Linked DNA regions of Zea mays: region 1 is linked to region 2. Evidence: chromatin contacts called from public Hi-C data. All regions are on one chromosome and are shown on one strand. The core of a region is the stretch at or near the end of the contact, and the rest is flanking DNA. Distances in the headings are between cores, read along the strand shown.

Region 1 (4,234 bases), core at 177-2,676, 140 kb before region 2:
AAAGTTCCAAGCCAACAAGTTTTGCTGTTGCACACTTCTTGCACTGTGGTGGAGCGGATGGTTGCGCAACACTTGGCACGTAAAAAACAAAAGTTAGACTGAAAACCAGTTTGAGTTGGCCACAGCCCCTTGAGCACAGTGGCTGTGGCTGGCCGTGGCACAACAGGTGTCGTCCTATATAGCTGTTTCACCGAAACGTTCGATTTGCCGAAAAGGCAGAGGGGGAAGCAAAGCAACTTTTTTGCAACGTCGCAGGTTGACGATGGGGTGAACCCGTGTTCCATTTTTACGAAGGTTTGGCTGTGTGCCTGGACTGGCGGAGAGAGAGCTGCTGCTCCTCGCGGCCACTACTCGCACTCTCGATAGGCAGAGAGCGAGGAAGAGAAACGGTTCCTCGATAGACAGAGAGAGAGAACGAGAAACGGTTTTTAAAACAGTTTTGCTTGCACAACACAACTGTGTTCTTCCCTTTTGCTCTTTTGTTCAAACATATCAAGCTGCCAAACCTTACTGGTTTCACTGATAGCGCCCTCCACTATACTCACATACCAAACCAAACATATATCAAATGGGTCTTTATTTCTTCGTCCCAGCGCATGTCAACTCTGAACAATTTTCTTCAGGAAAAAGGCTTTCACATTGCAAGAGAGAGAGAGAGAGAGAGAGAGAGAACATGGATTATATCCACTGAATTACCGGGGAGGGGTCAATTAGCTTTGGCGATCATCGATGATCACGCGTAGGCGTAGGCATCTGCTGTGCTGGAAGAAGACCTGAAGGGCTACCAAACTAGCAAGGCGGCAGCAGAGTCAGCAGCAGGCAGGGTAGTGTCAGTCCCTTTCCAGTAGTTCATACTTTCTGAACCCCTTGTACCCACTGCCATATCGAGTTCCAGCGAGCACAGCACACAGCGCTTCTTCAGATTAAGTGCTTTCTCCCCAGTATATGGTATCTTCAGGTGGACCTACTGTTCATGCACGTCGACCGGCCGGTGGCGCTCTCGCCGGTGCGCGCGCCGATCAGTCGTCTCGTCGTCTCCCCGTCCCCGCCCGCGCCGTGAGTGCGGATTGGAATTCGCAGGCAGGAAGGCAGACCGGCTGGATAAGCATCCCGTCGCCTGCAACTTGCACTGCGTTCTACTAGTTGCTTAGCACCAAGAAAACAAAAGCCATCCTTTTTTCTTCTCTCCATCTCTCTGTCGTCTGTCTCTCAGCGTGTGTGTGTGTGTGCGCGCGCTGAGGTTGAGCTCTGCACCGCAATGTAGCTGTCGACCGGCTGAGGCTGCACACGTACGTCCACGGTCCACGTCCACCACCACCAGCTAGCTGATGAGATCTAACGTACGTAACGACACAGCACAGCACAGCAGTCAGCACGTACTTGCTTGGCCCCCTTGGCTTCTTCTCTTCTCGGCTAACTGTGCTGTGCTGTCAGCTAGCTCTAGCTACGTACGTGGTGTTTGACCATGGACACAGCAGGGAAGGTATCTAGCCTGTCCCTGCCTACTAGCTAGCTAGCTAGCTTGGCGCTCGTCGCCTGCTGCTGCTCCCCGATCATAATTGGGCATTTAATTTGGCAAAGTGGAGTGTGCGTTGACCGGCAGCAGCAACGTACTCAGGAGGATTAGGTAGCATGGCATATAACATGCACCGTATCGACAAGTTTATTACACAATGAAATATGTAAGCACGGTCTCGTCGTTTGCATTGCAAGTAGGAGTAGTATATAGTATATCACAGTCAACTCATATCGATCTGAACACTTTTGAACCGCTACCTCTTATCCTTTTTCCTGCCCCATTTGTAATTGTTGTCTGATTCGGCATGCATGCATGCATGCATGGCACGGTTGCTATTGCTAGTATCAGTTCAAGCTAAACCAAAAGGCGACGCGCGCCGTGGTCCGTCAGTCTCGCTGCCGAATATAATTCTGGGTTCATCACCCATCAGCAGGCACGTGGTTATACGCGTACGTAACGTACGTACGTGTCGAGTGATGAGGCCGCGAGTTGAACAACACGTATATTACGTGCCAGATCGATCCTCACGCTGCAAGAGAAACGGATGCGCTTCTGTGATGTGATGGATCTCGCCTTTTCAACTCAAAGGTCAAACAGCGCATGCACACGGCAGGCGGCGCGGGCAGCGAGACGACGGGCCCATCGCCGTCGATGGCTTTCTGCCTCCACTGACCGGTACAGATACAGGCACATCGGTATAGATTAGATGGACACACGACATACGCCGCCGCGCCGAACCCCAGCCGATCGAGCTGCATGCGACGCGACCGGAGAGACGACGAGCGCCACGATCCCGTCGTGTCTGGCCGCGTTATGCATGTTCACGTTGCTTGCTTGCTTGCGGCCGTAGATACGACACGCGCGCATGCATACAAGCAAATGGCCGATCGATCGGCCGGCCGGCCGCTCTCGTTGTGCACATGCTGGACCGTGCCAAGTTGCAGGTTCTCCTCTGATCGTGCCGTGCAGTGCCGCCTTTCTAGCCCATCTAACTCGCGTTGACCCTGACGACGATATGGCGCCGCTGCGTGCACCGATATGATGTGTGGAGAGTGTCGGCGTTTCGAGACAGGGGGTCCCCAAGCCGACGAGTGAGTGTGCTGCGTGCCCCAGTCCAGATGGGTCGAGCGCGTGGGCGAGCGCGAAGGGGGGAGAGGCGAGGAGGCCGGAGTCGAGCGTGAGAGAGGTGGAAGTCCCGCGGCCTTCGTGTTCGTCCCGCGCCCAGGTCAGGTGCGCTTGCAGTAAGGGGGTTACAAGCGTCCACGCGGGTGAGGGAAGCGAGCGGCCCCAAGAGAGCGCCTGTCCCGTCCTCGGTCCCGCGCGGCCAACCTTCTCTAAGAAGGCCCTGGTCCTCCCTTTTATAGTCGTAAGGAGAGGATCCAGGTGTACAATGGGGGGTGTAGCAGAGTGCTACGTGTCTAGCGAAGGGAGAGCTAGCGCCCTAGGTACATGCCAATGTGGCAGCCGGAGAGATCTGGGCACCCTGCTGGCGTGATGTCGTGGCTGTCGGAGGTGCGGCGGAGCCTGGCGGAGGGACAGCTGTTGGAGCGGTCGAGTCCCTGCTGACGTCGTCCTGCTTCCGTAAGAGGGCTGGGGGCCGCCGTCGTCATAGAGCTTGTGGAGCGCCATCATTGCCCCTCCGGCGGAGCTGGCCGGATGGGACGCCGGTCTTGTTCTCCGTGACCCGAGTCGATTCGGGGTAGGATGATGATGGCGCTTCTTGTTGACGTGGCGGTCTGTGCCCTAGGCAGGGCGACGTGGGGGTTCCTCCGAAGCCGAGGTTAAGTCTGCCTTCCGTTGCCGTGGCCGAGCCCGAGCCAAGGGGTCGGGCGAGGCGGAAGTCGTTCGGCCGAGGCCAGCGCGGAGTCCGAGCCCTGGGGTCGGGCGAAGCAAAGTTTCGTCGTCTTCCGGGTCTTAGCCCGAGTCCGAGCCCTAGGGTCGGGCGGAGCGGAGTTCGCCGTCTTCCGGGTCTTAGCCCGAGTCCGAGCCCTGGGGTCGGGCGGAGCGGAGTTCGCCGTCTTCCGGGTCTTAGCCCGAGTCCGAGCCCTGGGGTCGGGCGGAGCGGAGTTCGCCGTCTTCCGGGTCTTAGCCCGAGTCCGAGCCCTGGGGTCGGGCGGAGCGGAGTTCGCCGTCTTCCGGGTCTTAGCCCGAGTCCGAGCCCTGGGGTCGGGCGGAGCGGAGTTCGCCGTGGCGCCTTTGGCAAGGCCTGACTGCCTGTCAGACTCACTCTGTCGAGTGGCACTGCGGTCGGAGTGGCGCAGGCGGCGCTGTCCTTCTGTCAGACTGGCCAGTGGAGCGGTGGAGTGACGGCGGTCACTTCGGCTCTGCCGGGGGCGCGTGTCAGGATAAAGGTGTCAGGCCACCTTTGCGTTAAATGCCCCTGCAATTTGGTCAGTCGGTGTGGCGATTTAGTCAAGGTTGCTTCTGAGCGAAGCCAAGGCCTCGGGCGAGCCGGTGATGTGTCCGCCATAAAAAGGGGGCCTCGGGCGAGACGGAAGTCTCTCGAGGTCGGCTGCCCTTGGCCGAGGCTAGGCTTGGGTGAAGCGTGATCGAGTCACTCGTGTGGACTGATCCCTGACTTAATCGTACCCATCAGGCCTTTGCAGCTTTATGCTGATGGGGGTTACCAGCTGAGAATTAGGCGTCTTGAGGGTACCCCTAATTATGGTCCCCGACAGTAGCCCCCGAGCCTCGAAGGGAGTGTTAGCACTCGCT
Region 2 (4,210 bases), core at 905-3,404:
GCACTAAGAAGTCTCTTTACTTCATTCCGAGCACCTTCGGCTTTATCCTCAGACATTTTCCGAAGTCTTTGCTTCCTTGGCCTAAAAGATGGATCCACGTTGAGTGAATGCTCAATGACATCTCTGTTAACACCATAGAGATCATTAGCTTTCCAAGCGAAGACATCTTTGTTGTTGAACAAAAATCTTAGCAGTCTTTTCTTGTTCATCAGATAACTGAGATCCCAGCAGTACCCTTTGGTCTGCTATATCTTCACACAGGAGCATAGGCTTCGGCTGATCTGCCGAAGCAGCCTTCTCTCTTTTGTGCTTATATTGTTGACAAGCTTCGGCTCCATCTATGTTATGGATCGCCTTTGAATCCGTCCAATTCCCTTCAGCCCTCCTGGTAGCTTCTTGGCTTCCATGAACAACAATGGGCCCTTGTTCCGAAGGTATCTTCATGCATAAGTACGCTGGATGGAGTATAGCTTCGAAGGCATTAAGCGTCCCTCCACCAATGATTGCATTGTATGGGTATTCCATGTCAACGATGTCAAAGACAAATTGTTCAGACCTTGTGTTGTGGACGTAACCGAAGGTAACTGACATTGTCATTTTACCAAGTGCCACAATCTGTCTTCCTCCGAAGCCACAAAGAGGGTGTGTTGCATCATGTATTTTGTCTTCTGGCTCTTGCATCTGTGTGAAGGCCTTTGCAAAGATGATGTCTGCTGCACTGCCTGTATCAACCAGAACATTGTGGACCAGAAATCCATTGATGACACAAGATATAACCATGGCATCATTGTGAGGATAGTATTTAAGCTGAAGGTCTTCCTGGGAGAAGGTAATTGGGATATGAGACCACTTGGATCTGATGAAGGGTCACCCCAACACGCTGCACTCTTCTCTGTGCATCCTTCTTCTGCTTCTTGTTAGCTGGCTCTGAGCTTGAACCACCTGTGATTGGGAGCACTAGCTTCGTAACAGCTTGGTCGTTGTACGAAGCCATTGTTACAACAGTGGAAGTGAGTTCACCGGAGGTGAGCGCCAATGTTGGTCACTTGTTCTCTAAAGCTACGAATCAAAAACAAGGCAACACAAATGTTAATGGTTAAAGACCTTCATCACATTATCTCACTTTTGATATAATGATCTTCGGATGAAGGTTATTGCAATGTACAAAGATAAAAACATGATTGTATGAAACATAGAGAAAACATGAATAATCATTCTAAATCATTAGATTATTCACAATATCATCATATCATATATTTATAAACAAACATCAATGATATTGAATTACATTTGTACCTTCGGCTTGACAGAAGGTAAAGGTCCAAGAGTGATGTGCAAGTGATTACAAGTCAGCGTGAACAGTACAGGGGCACTGTTCATCTATTTATAGGCACGAGACACAGCCCGGACAAAATTAGATTCATGCCCTTGATAAATAATCATGACTATGACACAAACTATCAGGGACTATGCAGTCTTTTCCTCTTTAAGTCGGTACCATCCTTCGTATCAAGCATGTCATCATGTCGAAACTCCTTCAGTTGTAGCTTCGGCATACATCTTCATGTCACACCTACTTACTTGTTATCTTGCCGAAGGTGTTTTTACTTAGAGGACCTTTGGCGGAGAAGAAAACCCCCAACACCTGTTGTAATGTAAATGAGCTGTTGTAATATAAAAGTTCAAAGGTAAAAATAGTTTTATGTAAATTACGAAATGGGGACCTCTATAAATACCTCTAACCTATACTGTTTATGGGCAATAGATTTTATCTAATACATCTTATTTCTCTATTTGGTGTTTGGATTCATTCGCTACATGAGCTTATCTGGATGTATTTATATCCGTCTTAGTTCATCTGCCTTTCTTTATTTTTTACTTTAATCTATTGAACGCACGCGGACACGGATTGAGTGGATACGACGAGTCACGAGTGTATTCAAATAAATTCAACTTTTTTGAAAGTTCACAGGAGCATTATATTTCTTATATATTAAAGCCGGACAGAAACGTGAACGACGAGGGCATCCACGTCGTCAAAAAAAAATTGGGTCGTCCGATCGCCAGTCAAAAGATGATGTCTCCTCTCACTCCCTCGCTCGCTCCGCCTCTCCACGCTACTGGATACTTCCGATGCCTGTTCCGCTGTTTCTCTTCTCCCGTGTCTTCTCCCGTTTACCTGCCGTGTGCGACTACTAGGAGGTCGCCGCCGCCGTACGCTCAGCTTCTCTGCGCCGGCGACAAGCACCCACCACACCAGGTACGGCCGCCCCCTCTTCCCTTCCTGATGTGCAAAACTAAGCATCCGAACCCTAATTAAGCTATTCTCCCTCCGCCTCCCGTCCAATCTGGAAGCTACGCGGCTCCTCTGGTCCCCATGAGCGCAGGCCACAAACTCACCTTCTCCCACGAACGGTGAAGCCGCGACGGCGCGACGACTCCACAGCCCCAGTCCTCCTCCACTCACCCCGCCGCATTCCCATCAGCGGCCGGCCACCGCCTTTCTCCTGCGCGTGTGGCTGCGGTCTGCCTCAGTAGCTAGAGCAGCATAGTCGCACATCCAACCCCTGCAACCCCGTCCGTGGGCTTCCCCATGTGCTGTGTGGCACTACGGTAGCCGACCCTCAGCAGATCTTGCGCAGCTGTCCTCACCAGTCGCCAACGGCCTCCTCGCCCAGTCGACCTTCTCGGATAGCACCCCTCGACAGCACCCAAGCAACCGACCGAAATGAGCAGTGACTCAGTTAGGTGAGCCTAACAGCTTAAGCGCCCAAACGCAAGTAAGAGCAAGCAATGTATTCAATATTGATTAATTTTTTCAATATTTCAAATGTTTATCGATATTATTGAGCTGTAAATTTATGAATTCATAAACGAGATTTTCTGTCTGCTAAATGGTTGCTTGCCAAAGATTTGTGATCAGAAGCAAACAAACTTAATCTTCAATAGCAATTCTGTTCCACACATGGCCCTGATCCATGTCTCGGTTTTACTTTCAACCGGAGGATTTGGAATTCTGGAACTAAGGAATCAGCTACAGAGAAATAGAAGAACATATAGAATAGAGTAGTTTAGGGCAGATTTAGAGTTTGTTATTTTAGCCCAATGATGGATGTTCTCTCTTCTAAATTTCTATATATTAGGGTGGGAGCCAATCTGGAATGCTAGACCATCCGTATCATTTTTACGTCGTTCGATCATCCGTTAACTATCTGATTGTATCAGTCACATATGAGTTTAACTGTATGATTGCCTTTTAATATTGCAGGATTGTGTTTATTGGATTTGAGTGTCTGATTGTGTCAGTCAAATTTGAGTTCATCACATCCAGCCCCCGCAACCCCGTCCGTGGGCTTCCCCATGCGCTGTGTGGCACTACGGTAGCCGACCCTCAGCAGATCTTGCGCGGCTGTCCTCACCAGTCGCCAACGGCCTCCTCGCCCAGTCGACCTTCTCAGACAGCACCCCTCGACAGCACCCAAGCAACCGACCGAAGTGAGCAGTGACTCAGTTAGGTAAGTTCAGAGATAATGTTTCATTTTTTCTACGAATTTTATGAATACATGCTCCTCTTATATGAACTGCAACTATCTCTACCCTAGAACAGACATCAACATGTACATGACTATTAAATTTCCTGTTACATTGTTCTACCTATATTGTAACAAATGTCCTTTCACTGTTGTCATTATGTCAACTTAGTTAATTATATGGGCACTAATATATTTTTTATTTATAAATACACCAACAATTTACGAGGAGCTGCGCCCATTCGTTTTCAAAATTCTAATTGTAATGTCCACTTCTTCAGTAGGTAAGTTCAGAAATAATGTTTCATTTTTTCTACGAATTTTATGAATACATGCTCCTCTTATATGAACTGCCACTATCTCTACCCTAGAACAGACATCAACATGTACATGACTATTAAATTTCCTATTACATTGTTCTACCTATATTGTAGCATATGTCCTTTCACTGTTGATTTGTTCGCTTCACACAAAAAATAGTGAACGTCGATTCCAGCCCAAACTTTCGTTTGGTCCACCCAGTCTTGCTGTAGACACTGTAGTTAAAATGCTCTACCAACTTTATTCAGGTCTCTTATTCCTAGACCTGCAATCTCCTTTGCCATGGTCGATTTCAATAATTTAAAACATGTTGATAATGAGTGCCATATATATTCTTAGCGACTCTTGATCAAGTTCAT

The links. Hi-C and Micro-C count contacts between places; a contact is called where the count stands out from the background.
Region 1: a Hi-C map of endosperm shows a contact between it and region 2, with 3 times the contacts expected there. The contact joins the enhancer-like site here to the promoter of LOC103634581 in region 2. A contact is called at or near these places in 3 of 25 Hi-C or Micro-C datasets (ear, endosperm and tassel).

Annotation. Positions count from the first base shown.
Region 1 is chr1:51,358,748-51,362,981 of Zm-B73-REFERENCE-NAM-5.0, reverse strand. No RefSeq gene overlaps it. Among protein-coding and RNA genes, the nearest start is that of LOC100274036, 61 kb to the right of the region's middle. Within about 2 kb of position 1,426, at least 15 of the 20 cell types and tissues checked have an H3K27ac peak or open chromatin away from gene starts, as enhancers often do. A contact at or near this core is called in ear and endosperm, where this site is marked.
Region 2 is chr1:51,220,831-51,225,040 of Zm-B73-REFERENCE-NAM-5.0, reverse strand. It overlaps LOC103634581 (neutral/alkaline invertase 1, mitochondrial), which reads left to right and starts at 2,154. Exons shown (of 8, transcript NM_001428413.1): 1 at 2,154-2,260; 2 at 3,269-3,515.